2 separate regions of the Mus musculus genome follow, and region 1 is linked to region 2. A link is a contact called in public Hi-C data. All regions are on one chromosome and are shown on one strand. The core of a region is the stretch at or near the end of the contact, and the rest is flanking DNA. Distances in the headings are between cores, read along the strand shown. Region 1 overlaps Atxn1 (ataxin 1). Region 2 overlaps Gmpr (guanosine monophosphate reductase).

The links. Hi-C and Micro-C count contacts between places; a contact is called where the count stands out from the background.
Region 1: a contact with region 2 is called in a Hi-C map of cortical neurons, with 3 times the contacts expected there. The contact joins two enhancer-like sites. A contact is called at or near these places in 2 of 484 Hi-C or Micro-C datasets (cortical neurons and embryonic fibroblasts) and 2 of 9 other capture datasets (liver and pancreatic islet).

What each region holds. Positions count from the first base shown.
Region 1 is chr13:45,746,930-45,754,192 of GRCm38.p6, forward strand. The region is part of intron 4 of Atxn1 (ataxin 1); the gene reads right to left. Among named protein-coding and RNA genes, the nearest start is that of Atxn1, 210 kb to the right of the region's middle. Within about 2 kb of position 3,217, at least 77 of the 459 cell types and tissues checked have an H3K27ac peak or open chromatin away from gene starts, as enhancers often do. A contact at or near this core is called in cortical neurons and embryonic fibroblasts, where this site is marked.
Region 2 is chr13:45,535,130-45,541,804 of GRCm38.p6, forward strand. It overlaps Gmpr (guanosine monophosphate reductase), which reads left to right. Exons shown (of 9, transcript NM_025508.5): 7 at 3,896-3,938. Among named protein-coding and RNA genes, the nearest start is that of Gm34582, 13 kb to the left of the region's middle. Within about 2 kb of position 4,327, at least 86 of the 459 cell types and tissues checked have an H3K27ac peak or open chromatin away from gene starts, as enhancers often do. A contact at or near this core is called in cortical neurons and embryonic fibroblasts, where this site is marked.

The DNA of each region.
Region 1 (7,263 bases), core at 1,967-4,466, 210 kb after region 2:
TGAAATTGTTCTCTGACCACATCCATGCATACACACACACACAAGTGTGTGTGCATATATATATATATATATATATATATATATATATATATATACACACATATATGTGTATGTATATATATATGAACTTGTACATACATAGCACATGAATACATACATACATGCATTCACATACATACAAACATATATACACACATGAACACAATACACACATGTACACACATACAGAGTTACACAAATATACACATGCAAACACATATATACACATATTTACACACATAGACATACACATATATACACATGTACATACACAAATATGCATATATATACATACACTAATGTATATACATACATATGCACGTACACACACAGACACACATTCACACACATGTATACTTCCTGCAAAGAAATATGCCAACAATGCCAAGCCACACACCTTGCTGCTTCTGAAGTGTAAACCTAGCGTGGTTCACCAGGAGCTGCACACACTCTTCACAGCAATGGAGCATTTACTTAACACAGAGGGTTTGGAACTGAAAAGATGGCGAGTTAGAAATATGGGGCAAGCGGTGTGCACAGAGTGGAGCTATGGCTTCGGTTCTGCTCATCTCTTTCCTGTCCCGAGGCCACCACATCATTCCAGGCCAGGGGTTGGGCGGGGGAGAGGTAAGCAGGGAGGCCACTGTGGCTTGGTGCCTATTTCCTGAGGAACAGTCGTTTATGGTGCCCTTTGCCACATCTGGAAAGACAGCAACACTGGAACCTGACTAAGCTCGGACGCAGAAGCACTGTTTCTGTTCTCTTCGTTTGGGATGGGACAAGGCAACCCACCATACACCTGCTCACAGGAAAGCACAAAAGTCTGACATCACACCCTAAACCAAGGTCCTGTGAGCGTCACAGGACAGTACGCCAGGAGGGAAAAAATGATTGCTTACCTATGTGCTAATCTTCTAAATGGCCCTTGAATCACAGCCCTGTGATTGAAGGCCTAGGCATTGATGGTTAGTGTACTGGGCATCATGATTTCAGCTACTAGTTTTTAAGATTCTTACATTTGGAGTATTTGCTTGCCTGCAGTGTCCGAGGAGGTCATAAGGGGGCATTATATCTCCTGGAACTGGATTCACAGAAGGTTATGGGCTACCACATGGGTCATGGAAACTGAACCCAGGTCCTCTGTAAGAACAAGTACTCTTATCTGCGGAGCAATTTCTCCAGTCCCTATTTTATCTTAAACCTTGTCTTTTACATTATTTGCTTGCTTGCTTGTTTGTTTGTTTGTTTGTTTGTTTTGGTGGGGGCAGGCATGCTTCAACAGGCATGTGGAGGTCAGAGGACAATTCGTAGGGGGTGGTTTCTCTCCTTTCCTTGTGTATGTTCTACATTTTAAACTCAATTCATCAGGTTTGGTGCCAAGAGACTTCACCAGTTGAGCCATCTCTCTGACCCTCAACTATTTTCTCAAAACCCCCAAAGTCTGGCACAGTGAGGGCTCTCTAGAGTGTCTGCCTTCTCAAGCATTGCTAGCTAATGCTTTTAGAGCTTTGTCCTTGAGTTTAAGCTCGTTGCTGACCTCTGGGCTTGGGGCTAAACACCACTAACTCCTCAGAAGGTCACTAGAGACCCCGTGTGCTAGTCAGATCTGTGCTTAAAGCATCAAGAAGCTTTGGAATCAGAGAACTTGATTGTGGCATGTGAAATTGCACAGAAATTCTATTTTTCTGGGCGTGGCGGCTCACGCCTGTAATTTCTGGCACAGAGAAGGCTGTGGGGGCAGGGGTGGGGGTGGGGAGGATAGGAAGCTCAAAGCCAGACTGAGTTAAGAGCGAGACACTGTTATGGTTTGAGTGTGACACACCTCTCATGAGCTCATGGGTTGAAACACTGGTTTGAAGTGGGCGATGCTGCTTTGGAATGCTGTGGAGCTTTTTGGAGACTGATTCTCAATGATGGAAGTGGGCCACTGGGGGCAGGCCTTGTGATTCGTTGCCCAGTCCTACTTCTGGTCTGCTTCCTGCTTCTTGGTTGCAGACACAACTCGACCAACTGCTTCTATTACCATGCCCTTTCTGCATGATGATCTATATCCTTCCCTAACTCCTCCTACTGTAGGCTGCCTTTGTCAGCTGTTTTTATCACAGCAGCTAGAAAACTAACTAGTAAGGACCTTGTCCAGGCAGGGGCCAGGTGAGAGACAGGAACACCATATGAACAATTTCTTTTTTTCATTATCAAGTCTAGCACACAAAAAATGACTAGAGGCACAGAGGGCATTAGGGGCTTTAAGTCTTAGTACACCAGGCTGAGAGGGTCACAGAACAGCTTTGAGCCTTGCTTCCAAACCAAGAGAAACCAGAAGTCGTCGGCTTACTCCAACCTTTGGCCTTCTCTACCCTGTCTATCCCACACTCCTTCGTTCCTTGTCTTTCCTTGCCAGCAGGGATCAAGTGTGTTAGGAAGGCGGTGCCTTTGAGCCCTGAGGAATCTGACAATGGCCTTCCTCACACTGTTCCCACAGTAATCAGAGCCAGCTGTCCAGGCTGTGTCCAAGTTGTGTCTCAGGATCACACACAACAGGACCTCTGCTTGGGAACTTCAGCTCCAGACTGCCCCTCTCCCCCCGCTCCCCGGAACTTTTTCTTCAAGTCAGCACACTCCTGGCAACCCACGAGTGAGTCCGTGATCCTGGGGGCTTCATGTCTAGAGTATAGCCATAATCATTTGACAATTCCCCACTAACAATGGCTGGAAGATCTAGAGACTTTAAGATCTTTGAACCTATACACACAGCTCTCTGTAGTGCCATGGGGTCCCCATCATATGTAGACATGGGGTTTCCTCAAGCATTTTGTCACCTTCTATTACCATGGAAAAGCTAATGGGGCTTGGGTGAGGGTGACCATCTCAGAGGAGAGAGCAGAAAACTTGTAAGACACAGCCCTGTGCAGTCAGGATAATGAAGGGCTCCCTTTCGCCAGCAGCTGAACTATGCGGTCCTAATAAGGGAGGCTCCTTGAAAAGTGTTGCTTGTATTTTTAGCTTTTCTAAGGGAGGAAGGAGTTTTTGAATGGACAAAATGGAAAGGAATGTGGGGCAAGGGTGTGGGAGTGGGGTGGGGGGTGCTATGGAAACGGGGTGGTAAGATCAGGAAAAACTCAGCCTTAGTCAGGGACAGATAGGCAGCTTCCTCCTTTCTTGACAGATGAGCACAGCTGGACTTCCTGACTTGTGTGACATGATGCTGAGGTCTTCTGGTCCAGACACCAAGTGAAAAAGGAATTGGGGAAGGGAAATGCTTTATCTGAGAACAGGGCCAGTGTACACCACCTATGTGTAGCAATTGAACTTCCCCATTTTTGAGACAGGGTTTGACTGGGTAGCCCAGGTTAGTCTTGACTTCATTATGTAGCCCAAGAGGGCCTCAGACCCTAGCCTCAGCCTCTTGAGTGCTAGGATTACTTGAGTGAGCTACCACACCCAGTCTATTCCGGAGACAGCAAAGGAGGCCAGCCATAGAAAGAGCTTGACAACTGAGATTCATTTGATTGTGGCTCTAACTCTCCTATTCTCAAAGAAACACCCTGTCTAGACTAACAGACATCAGAAATCAATAACAGATGAATGGATTCCTCCTAAGCGACCTTATTATGTTCCTAGCGAAGTGAAGATGCCAGTCTAAGAAAAAAAAAGAAAAAGAAAAAAAAAAGATCCTAATGAGCTGAAGAATCCAATGTGTGTATTCCGCAACTCATGGGGACACATAATTGCTGGAACTCGGAGTTCAGATGCCATCAAGTCTGTAAGTACTTTTCTAAGACACAGCCCTATTTGCCTGCTAGCAAAATCGCAAGCTATGCAAGTAAACAGCCTTGTGGTGTGGTTAACACAGGCCCAGCATTGATGAGGGAACACAACAGATAGTTTCCCAACTCGGAAATAGGACTAAAGGACTGTGCTACCCGAGAAGAGTTGCTGTGTTTTGTTTAATGGAACTAAATTTATGCCCATTTACATTGGGAGCAGGTGGCACAGGGTAGCATAGAAAGGCCTGAAAATATTCCCACTTAGTGAATGCGGTTGTATGTATAATTAGCTGAGATTTATTTTAAAGCACTCTTATCTTCATGTTCTTTTGTGCAATTCAAACTGGTGAGGACTGAGGGGAGGCTTTTGAATTTATTATAAAAGTACAGCCATCCATCATATGATCTGCTAAGAAATAAAAAATGAGGCACGGTATTAGGAGGCCTCCTGGAGTATATTTATTAGGCTCAGACAGAAGGGAAGGGCTAGCTTCCTTTCAGAGGAATGAGTCACTTACTGAACAATAGAGTCAAAGGGAAGAGGAGCCAGGGAAGAATTGGAGGCGCATTTGAGAAACCTAGCATTAGTTCATAGGAAATTTCAAACAAAGCTTCACAATGGAAGGCCAAATATCCCTTACCCAGCATCAGGGAAGTGCTGACTCAGCATCAGGGGAGTGCTGACTCAGCATCAGTCAGTGAAGTGCTGACTCATGGCTGATCTTATACCTCCAAGTGAATTCCTGGCCCATTGCTGAATTCCTCAGCATTTCAGTAGGAAGCATACAATTGTAAACTCACTCAGCAGCCCGAGGTCTAACTCAGAGAACTCTAGGCTGAAGCCTGGCTGAGATTCAAATCTTCTCCTTAATGAGTTAGGGGCTCTCTTCCAAGTCTTCTCCAGGCACCCCTCATGCCTCTTTCACTTTTGGCCCTCCCTCTGGTCTTTGGAATTGGGCCGTGGTCCTCAGTATTGGTTCAGAAAATACATGTTATAGAGGATGGAAATCCTGAGTTTCGATCTTAACTTTGTCACTTCCCCCAACCCCTTTTGAGGTCTCCCTGTCTTGACTGCTAAACAAGGACATGGAATTCCTGGGACAAGACACAATTCCTTGTGACTTAGTTATAATAGTTGACCATCATCTTCTAGCAGATTTTCAAAAGTACTTTCATGGACTTCACAAAAAAATTCTCAGGAGCCATAAAAAACAAATAAACAAACAAACAAACAAACAAACAAAAAAACCAAAGAAATGAGATGCTTTCTGTGAGATAGGATGTCATATGTTAATGAGTCAGGGGCTCGCATAATTACATAACCTCTCTGATTACTTTGCATGATGAGTTTATTTTTCCCATCTAAACTAGAACCAACTACCTCAACATGTTACACTGAAAGTTTCTTTAAACAAAACAACAACAACAACAACAACAAAAACCCAACCTAAATGTTTTACATAATATAAATGAACATTCTCCAAAGAGAAGGAAGACAAGATCTTGCCTGATGGGATCCTTCAGAGAAACAACATGCAAACTACACACACACACACACACACACACACACACACACACACACACACACACACACAGAGAGAGAGAGAGAGAGAGAGAGAGAGAGAGAGAGAGAGAGAGAGAGAGAGAGAGATCCCTTCTCTCCTTACAGGCTTGCCATACTCCCCAGGAAAGCAGGCTTACAATAGATGCCAAATCTTCACAAGAAATGCCCAAGCCTGCAGAGAGAATCAGAAAATGAAGGGCTTTGCATAAGTGAGCTTTAAACCTCTGCTGTTCAACTGTCCTCCTTCCTTCCGTTCCTCAAACACTCAAAGGTGTAGTCTTAGGGGAAAGGATGGCAGAGTGAGGTAATTATAACATGAAGAAGCCCGGTTCTGAATAACCCCCAAGGCTTAAGATTAGACTTTAATGCATTTGCTTTCAGAAGCCAAACCACAGGAAGTATCATCTCTTGCAGTGTATGCTGCCAAGTCCTGCATACGATGTGCAGGAGCACCCATAAAGCCACGAGTCAGAGAGACAAAAGTTGGGTACAGAAAACTGGCCAGCCAACATGGGCTGATTTCCTGAGGTCATAATGAAAGGCCACAAACTAGGTGGTTTCAACAATGGAAGTGCATCGTCTAGTTGTCTTAGGAAATGGGGGTCTGTAATGAGGTCTCAGCAAGTCTTCTCATCATGTACTTTCTAGGAGCAAGAATACTGGGAGGCAGGCTGCCCCATGCCTCTTCCTAACTTCCACGGTCTTCTTGCCATCTCCAATATTCTGAGACTCAGGGCAACCTGATGTCTTCCTTCACAAATTGTCTCCTTTCATCAGAACAGGGGCCTCATGCTTACTTGCTCAGATGTGAACACTCTACTTCCAAAAAGACCTCATACATGGTACTAGGGATGTTGGGGGTGCTAGGGGTTAGGGATCTAACATTGTGTGGGGACATAGTTTAGCAAGTGACACTAGTTATTTCAGGAATAGAAAGCAAGGAAAGCCAGCTCCTATGGAGATGAATGTTATCTCATGGAACATGTCACCAATGCCCAAGGAATTCACCAGACCTCAGTGGTTGAACATCAAACCACAGGTAAGGACACACCTTAGTACATCATCCCCTGGCTTGATTGTGACATCAAGCTCATTTATATTGTGTCCCTCCTGGATTCCTTCTCAATTCTGGCCATGTAAATATCATGGATACATAGCAACATGGTTCCTTCCGAACCCGAACAGCCACCTGCTGCTTATATATCCTCATCGATGTTCAGTCCGCCTCATTCCTCTTGCTACTGTATCTTGTGGATTTAGGGGAAGAAAAAAATTTAAAAGTTCTTTTAGAAACAAGATTCAAAATATATTTCGACATTTATGTCTATGTTTGGGACAATTATTAGTCCACGGAAGAAACCATTGTCGTTATCACAAGCAGACAGATTTGTAGGCTTATTGAAACTTTCTTGTAGCCTAGGCTAGCTCTGAATCTTTACGCACCTGAGAGTAAACTTGAACTCTGATCCTCCTGCCTCTACCTCCTGTGTGCTAGATTACAGGCATAGCTCAACATGGTCAGCTTGTGAGGTGTTAGAAATCAAACGTAGGGCTTTGTGCACACTAAGCAAAGCACCCTACCAACTGAGCTACATCTCAAGCTTCATTAGCAGTTTAAAAATTTTTTTTCTTTAGGACTCATAACTGCAGAGTGAAAGTACTCAGCTATTCCAACAGACAGCAACATCACTGTTCTCCATTCACTGGAGAGGAAACAGAAGTTCAGAAAGGTTAGCTAAGTCAGACACAGCCATGCAACTACTAACTCCAGCCACAGAATATAGAGTAGCTCTTTGGATATCCAACTCTATACATTGTAATTTTATGATTGTATCACTACGTAGCCCAGGCTAACCTGAAATGCATGATCCTCCTGCTTCAATCTTTTGAGTT
Region 2 (6,675 bases), core at 3,077-5,576:
GAAATGATCCCATCCAAATGCAGTTTTGTGAACCAATAATTATTGGGGCTTACTTCACAGGGGCAAGTAGTTACAGGAGTGTGTGTGTGTGTGTGTGTGAACTACCCCAGCATGAGTGATCACCTCACAGCACTGCCTGAAGGCAATTCCAACCACAGCTACACCACATGCAGCTGGGTAGGAAGGCATGTGTGGCTGGACTCTACAGAGTGGCTCTGATAACCGTCCCCACCCCTTCTGTCTAGGAGGACATGTTAACAGGCCTGAGCTTTCCAGGGTCTCTCATGTGCAGGCCATCCTGGTTCTCCCCCCACCCCAGTTTTGTGACATCTGGAGGACAGAGTTGCACCAGAGCCCCCAAAGCCTCAGGTGTGACTGTAAGTCCCTTTACCATCTTCGCCATCAGGGCTCTCAGTGGCTCTGTGTCACATACACATCTTAAATGGCTGCTGCTGCCAGCTGAGGGGAGATCGTGTTGGGTTTCTAAGGTGTGAATGAGAGAATAAGTGAGTTCCCTTGGCCAGGGAGAAGCAGTTGGTTTTGAGTTCCTTTCTCCCCCTGCCCCATGCCTTCTCACACCATCCTCTCTACAGAGGCCTGAGCCATAATGTGTGTTTGAGCCGCGTGTCAGCCCTCAGGTACTTCCCACCTTTTGTTTGAGACATTGTTTTTCATTGGCCTGGAACTGTCCTAGACAGGCAAGGTTAGCTGTCTGGCGTGTGAGGTTCCTGTCTTCAGGCCTCTGTGGCTATGTGGAGACAGCCAGTCTGGGCTGCTGCACTCAGCTGTTAACATGAGTTCTGGGTATTCAAACCCAGGTCCTCACAATTAGGAGGCAAACGATTGACCAGCTGGGCCATCACCTCAGTCCCTGAGCAACTATTTTTAATCAGAAGAGGCATGCCAGCAATCCCTGAACCAAATCACTCCTATCCCATGATGCCTTCTGTCCTTAAATATAACGCTAGCCATGTTGAGAAACAAGACAAGCAAAGATTGTCAATTCCTGCCTTGCATATTTGCCCAAGACTCAATTGTTTTACAATTTCTTAGCAGCTGACTATCTTAGTTGACAGGAGGGTACTCCATGTTCTGTCTTCCTAGAGCATCATGGGATTCCTTGAACTGTAAACTGTAGAAGGTGCCAACTTCAGCCTCTTGATAAAGCATGTTAAATTGCTTTGCACTCAACACCTCTTGTATTCTGGCATGTTGGATGTGCATCACCCGTTTCTCGTAAGTGTACACACCAGCAACGTGAACAGACAAGACCGTGGATAAAATACTCTCTCCATGGTATTATGCAGCCACATTAACCAAGGACTTTGGGTCCACTGGAAAATAGGCTTGTCTGCTTTTTTAGTTTAAAAAATGGTATGTGTATAATTGTTTTTGCTTACATATATCTCTGTACCAGGTGTGTGCCTGGTGCCTGCGGAAGCCTGAAGAGAAGGCATCAGCTCCCCTAGTACAGATGGTTGTAAACCGTTGTGTGGGTGCTGGGAATTGAACCCAGGTCCTCTGGAAGAGCAGTATGCCTATCAGCTGAGCCATATCTCCAGCCTGAAGCATTTCTTGAGGTCTCAGTGACAATGGGCTTCTGAGACAGGCGTTAGTTCTGACCACCATCCTGTGATTTTTTTTTCAGGTGTTCACATGATAAATCCTAGTGTAGTCCCAAGCTACTTAGGAGTGCGCAAAGAGTATTCTGAAGTCACATTGCTGGGGACTCAGCGACAAACAAAAGCTTGCGTTTATGTAATCTGATTATGGGTTGCAGTCCTGTGTGTAGCGCTGGCTTTAATTTTTATGCCTTTTTTGTGTCTATATAACCCATGCACACGAGTGAAGGTCAGAGGACACCTTTAGGGAGTCCGTTTTCTCCTACCATGTGGAAACAGTCTCTTGTTGCTGTGCTGTGTACCCCAGGCTAGCTGCCTCATAACTTTCTCTGCCTGATTCTTGTCTCTACATCTCATCAGGGGAACGCTGGGCTCACGGGCACATGCTGGGATCATGGGGACATGTCACCACATCCTGCTTTTCACGTGGGTTCTGGGGATTGGATTAGGACTGACTTGGGCCATGGGTTTGCATAGCTTCCACTTCTAGCCGCCCAACCAGCTCCTGGAGCTGGTTTTTATCTAAGATAAAACTCTAGAAAGCGAGCGGGGTAAGCAAGGGACATGTGAAGTGGAAAGCAAACATTTGGAGGCGAAGAGAAACAAGCCTGGAAGCAGTCACATGGTTTTTGTGATGTCACACTGAGGGCTTTGCCCAGATACCTTGTCCAGAGAATCTGACTCTTAAAATAGTCAGGCTTCACGGGAGCCACTCGAGAACCATGCACTTGACTGAGCAAGTATTTACCCTTAGAAATGTTTGGAAGGAAAGACTGAGTCTTCAGCACCTCCCCACTGATCAGAGCTGCAAGCATAAAAACATTTTGTTTATGCTCATATATATTATACATATAATATATATGTATATATATTATGCATATAATATGTAACATACATGTGTTATATGTGTAGTATATAATATATACACATATATTATACTTATAATATATATATTGTACATATAATATATACACATATATTATATGTATAATATTATGTGTATATATATATATATATTATACATATATATTGATGATGTCTGTCTCTGATTTCTGAATCTTCCTGCCTCTGCATTCTGAGTGATAGGCTCACAGACATCTATCAGCAAGGATAGCTAAGCAGCAGGCTTTGAACCCTCCTCCTTGGAGTGTGAGGGCCAATTAGGTGATGGAGAAAGACTATCCTTAGTGTATGTGTGTGTGTGTGTGGGGGGTGCAGGCCTGTAGTCCCAGCACCCAGGAGGTTGACATAGTGAGACTCTGTCTCCGGCCAAACAGAAGAGTGTCGAGTCACAGAGCCTAGTACTTTCGGGGTGAGATGTTCTTTGCAAGGAAGGGTCTTGCCCCTCTTGTAGCTAGATGTCCCCACCTGCAACTCAAGAGGTGGTTGCCTTGCCGACTTTCACCTGTTACCCCACAGACATAATGTGTTCCTAAACCAAATGTCCAGCTCCGTGTAGCTGGCTCCCACTTTATGAAGACAGGGCCTTCCTTCTGAGGTCTTGGCGTTTGTCAAGCCCACGCTGTGCTTGGCTACATCCCTGTCACTTTGTTCACTGTCCCCATCTCTTCCTGTTCCTTCCCGGGCTGTCTGTCTCTCTGTGCTTTGCTGGCACTCGAGAGCATTGGCACCCTTCTCTTTCCATATCACCCAGGCTCTGCTAGGATAGTAAATCGCAGCCTGCACATTGGGGGTCTCGCTAATAAGGAAGCACGTAAAGGCTGTATCCTAGGAACTTTGAGTCAGTGACTGTAACCTAAGCTTGCAGCTTATCATGCTGCCTGTGAGGCCAGCCTGTGCTGTGTGGGCAGAGTGGATGTCAGCAATGAGCACTTGTTTTTAAGGACATCTGATGGACTGGAGATGCAAGGCAGCTGAGAAGATAGAGGAGCCAGCTCCGTGCCCTTTTTCTCAGCTCTTAAAATAATCTAGCGCTCAGACTAAAAAAAAATCTCACCTCTCTGTAGGCAGGGAGGGGTGGCTTCTGAGCGGGGAGGAGGAGGGAGCAGGGAGTGGCTGGGCATGTTATATAATGGTGTAGCGGGGGACAGTGGCCAGTCTGACACACTTTGTCCTCCTCCCCAGACATAGGTGCTTGAGACCAGAGGGTGGATGGGCAGGGGTGACGGCCTCTGACCGTCAAAGTGAGGGTAGTGTTGGGCCAGCTGCTTGGGTAGGGATGGGAGGTAGTTCCTGGTTACTTCCTCCTCACTGGTGAGCATGGTCTGGCCTGTTCCCACCTTACTGATATTCTCTCCTTCCTTCCTTTGAAGGATGGAGGCTGCACATGTCCAGGAGATGTCGCCAAAGCCTTTGGTAAGTACGAGGGACACAGCTCTGCCACAAGGGGGAGAGGGGCTGACAGGGAAGGAGGAGCTCTGGATAGCTTGGAAGAACCAGATGGAGAAGGGAACCCCCGAGGGGCTTCTGAGCTCATCGGGACTTTTCTTTGCCGGGGGGTTTCATTTCTGTCTAACCAATTCCCGGCTCAGCTTGCTTCGGGTCTGTTGCTGAGCAAGCCGGGAGCCCAGAATGGGGATGGCGAGCTAGGAGTGGGTCGGCTTGTGATGTTTTCAGTAAGAGAGGGGAATGCCCAGCGCTCGCTCCCGTGACTCTGGCTCCGCTGTGCAGATACCACCACCTGGAGCAGCCCCCACCTCATCCTGGCTGGATCCAGTCTTGGTGGAAGGTTGACCAGGCCTGCCTCCCACTAGAGGGCAGTAGTGTCTGCTGTAACCCATCAAGGTCTCTGCTGTAGGGCTTCTGGGCTCCCTGTTTGTGCCACACACTAACATCTCACAAGAAGGGGGGTAAAACAGAGCTGCTGAGCCCGTATGTGCTGCCCCCTTTCCACAAACGGGAACTACCTGCCCAGCCTCAGATTGTTCAGCTGTACACTATACAACACCACACACACATACACACTGTGGTAGAAAACTTTTTGTCATAGTAACAACAACACAAACATTAGAGTTACGTTGTATTTGTGTGCATTGTATAGTAATCAGCTCTCTCCTTCCACCGTGTGGGTCTGGGGGTGTTTCAGCTTGTGAGCAAGTGCCTTTACCTGGTGAGCCATCCCACCAGCCCTTGGTCTGTTTTTACAGCAGTGATAGAGGAGGATCCTGCTGGCTCAGTTTCTTAGCAACCCAACGTATAGCATAAAAAAAAAATGCCTGCCCCTAGATCTGCTGTGAAAGAGAGAACAAACCCTCTTCTATCTTGCCTATCCAGGGTATGACAAGGTCACAGTCCCACAGTTAGCTGCAGGGCCTTATCCTTAAGCATTACCTAGTGTGGGCTTCCTCCGGGTATGCCCCATGGACCACAGTACTAAGTGGGAGCTAAACACACTAAAAAGCTACAGTCCTTCAGGAGGTACCATGTCCCCAGGCTTGGTGCTGTCCTCAGCTTTCCTCAGGCCTTTGACCTGCTCTGTTTAAAGTGTAGTCCTGCATGCACCAAGGAAAGAGAGCAGGACCTCGTCTAGGAAAAGCCAGCTGGGAAGCAATTTGAGCGTTGAGAAATACAAATCACCGGGAACCAGTTTAAGCAGTTGTGTAGAGCAGATCTGTGCTCAGGGTTCCTGCTGGTGACTTTCTTCATCTGAAGGTCTGGCCAGACTAGTTATCTCACTGCCTCCTTAAAAATCACAGCGGAGTCAGGCTTGGTAGCGCAAGCCTTTAATCCCAGCACTCGGGAGGCAGAGGCAGGCGGATTTCTGAGTTCGAGACCAGCCTCAAACAGGTCTACAAAGTGAGTTCCAGAACAGCCAGGGCTATACAGAGAAACCCTGTCTGAAAATAAAACAAGAAAAAAAATCACAGCGGGAGGCGGGGGTCAGCATTGGTGTCTGAGAGCTGCTAGTGGCACACTGTGGAGTCCATGCCTTGCTTACCAGGGTCAGCTCCACACAGCATCGCCTTCTAACAGATGGAGCAGAGTAGAATTGACTTAGTGCTTACCCTGGGCTTGTGTGTGTTTCCTTATAAGTGTTCAGATGACCCCAGCAGAGACATCAAGGCTGCTTCTCACCTACTATTGGTCTGTCATTCACCCTGTTACTCGGCATCCATTTGCAGGATATTTGATCACACCATGAGCCCTGAGATTGTGTTATTTACTTGGGGGATGGGGAATGGGGTGAGGGAACTATTTCTAATTGTGGTGTGGCTCAGTCCTTAGCACACACCTCTAATCCCTCTAGCTGGAATATAGACATGTTCTTAGTCCACCTCTTTAATCCCAAACAATGAAGGTAAATTTAGTTTGTAGAAGAAGCCAGCCATGTTTGAAAGCGATGTCTAATGGAGTGGCAGACAATGTGATGAATCAGAGAAAGATTTGACAGAATAGGACATGCCCAACTCTCATGAGGAGAGAGGGGAGGCAACATAAGGAGGAGCCACACAGATGGAGAGAGGAAAGAGACGGTTTCACTGGAGAGTTGTAGAGACAGGTTGCAGAGAGAACAAGCTACGACACAGGGGAAGACAAAACGAGCCAGAGAGACGAGAAGAAGCCAGAAGATGGGAACAGATTTTCAGAGTTTGAGGCCAAGCAGAGCAATTCAGTTAGAGGTCCAGAGTGAATCCGCCAGCTTGGAGAGGAATTTTGAGTCAGAACAGCTGAGTTGAACCAGCCAGCCAGAGTTCAGGCAGAACAAGAAAGGGTGAGCTTATTCAGCAGCAAGTCTCGGAGCTGAAGACATTCTAGGCCTAGGTTAGATTGTCCAGAGGCTAGAAGCATCCAGGGCTAGGCCTAGGTTAGCAGACTGAGGCAGTGGGCCTCGGAGATGACAGTTGTATCAGACAAATAAAAGATGCTGTTGCATTCTGTTATGGACCAGTTTAGTTCCAAATGGAACCCTTGGTGACTCCGAGGGAAAAATCATTGTTAGTGTCTCAATTCTTAGTCCACTGTTCAGTTGACAGAAGTTAATTTGGTTCATGGCTGAGGAGTGTGGGATGCCCAAGATGCATCAGTACTTGCCTGAGCCCTCGAGAGGATCTTCCTGCTGTACTATAGGTTGACTGAGCCTTCACATAGGGAA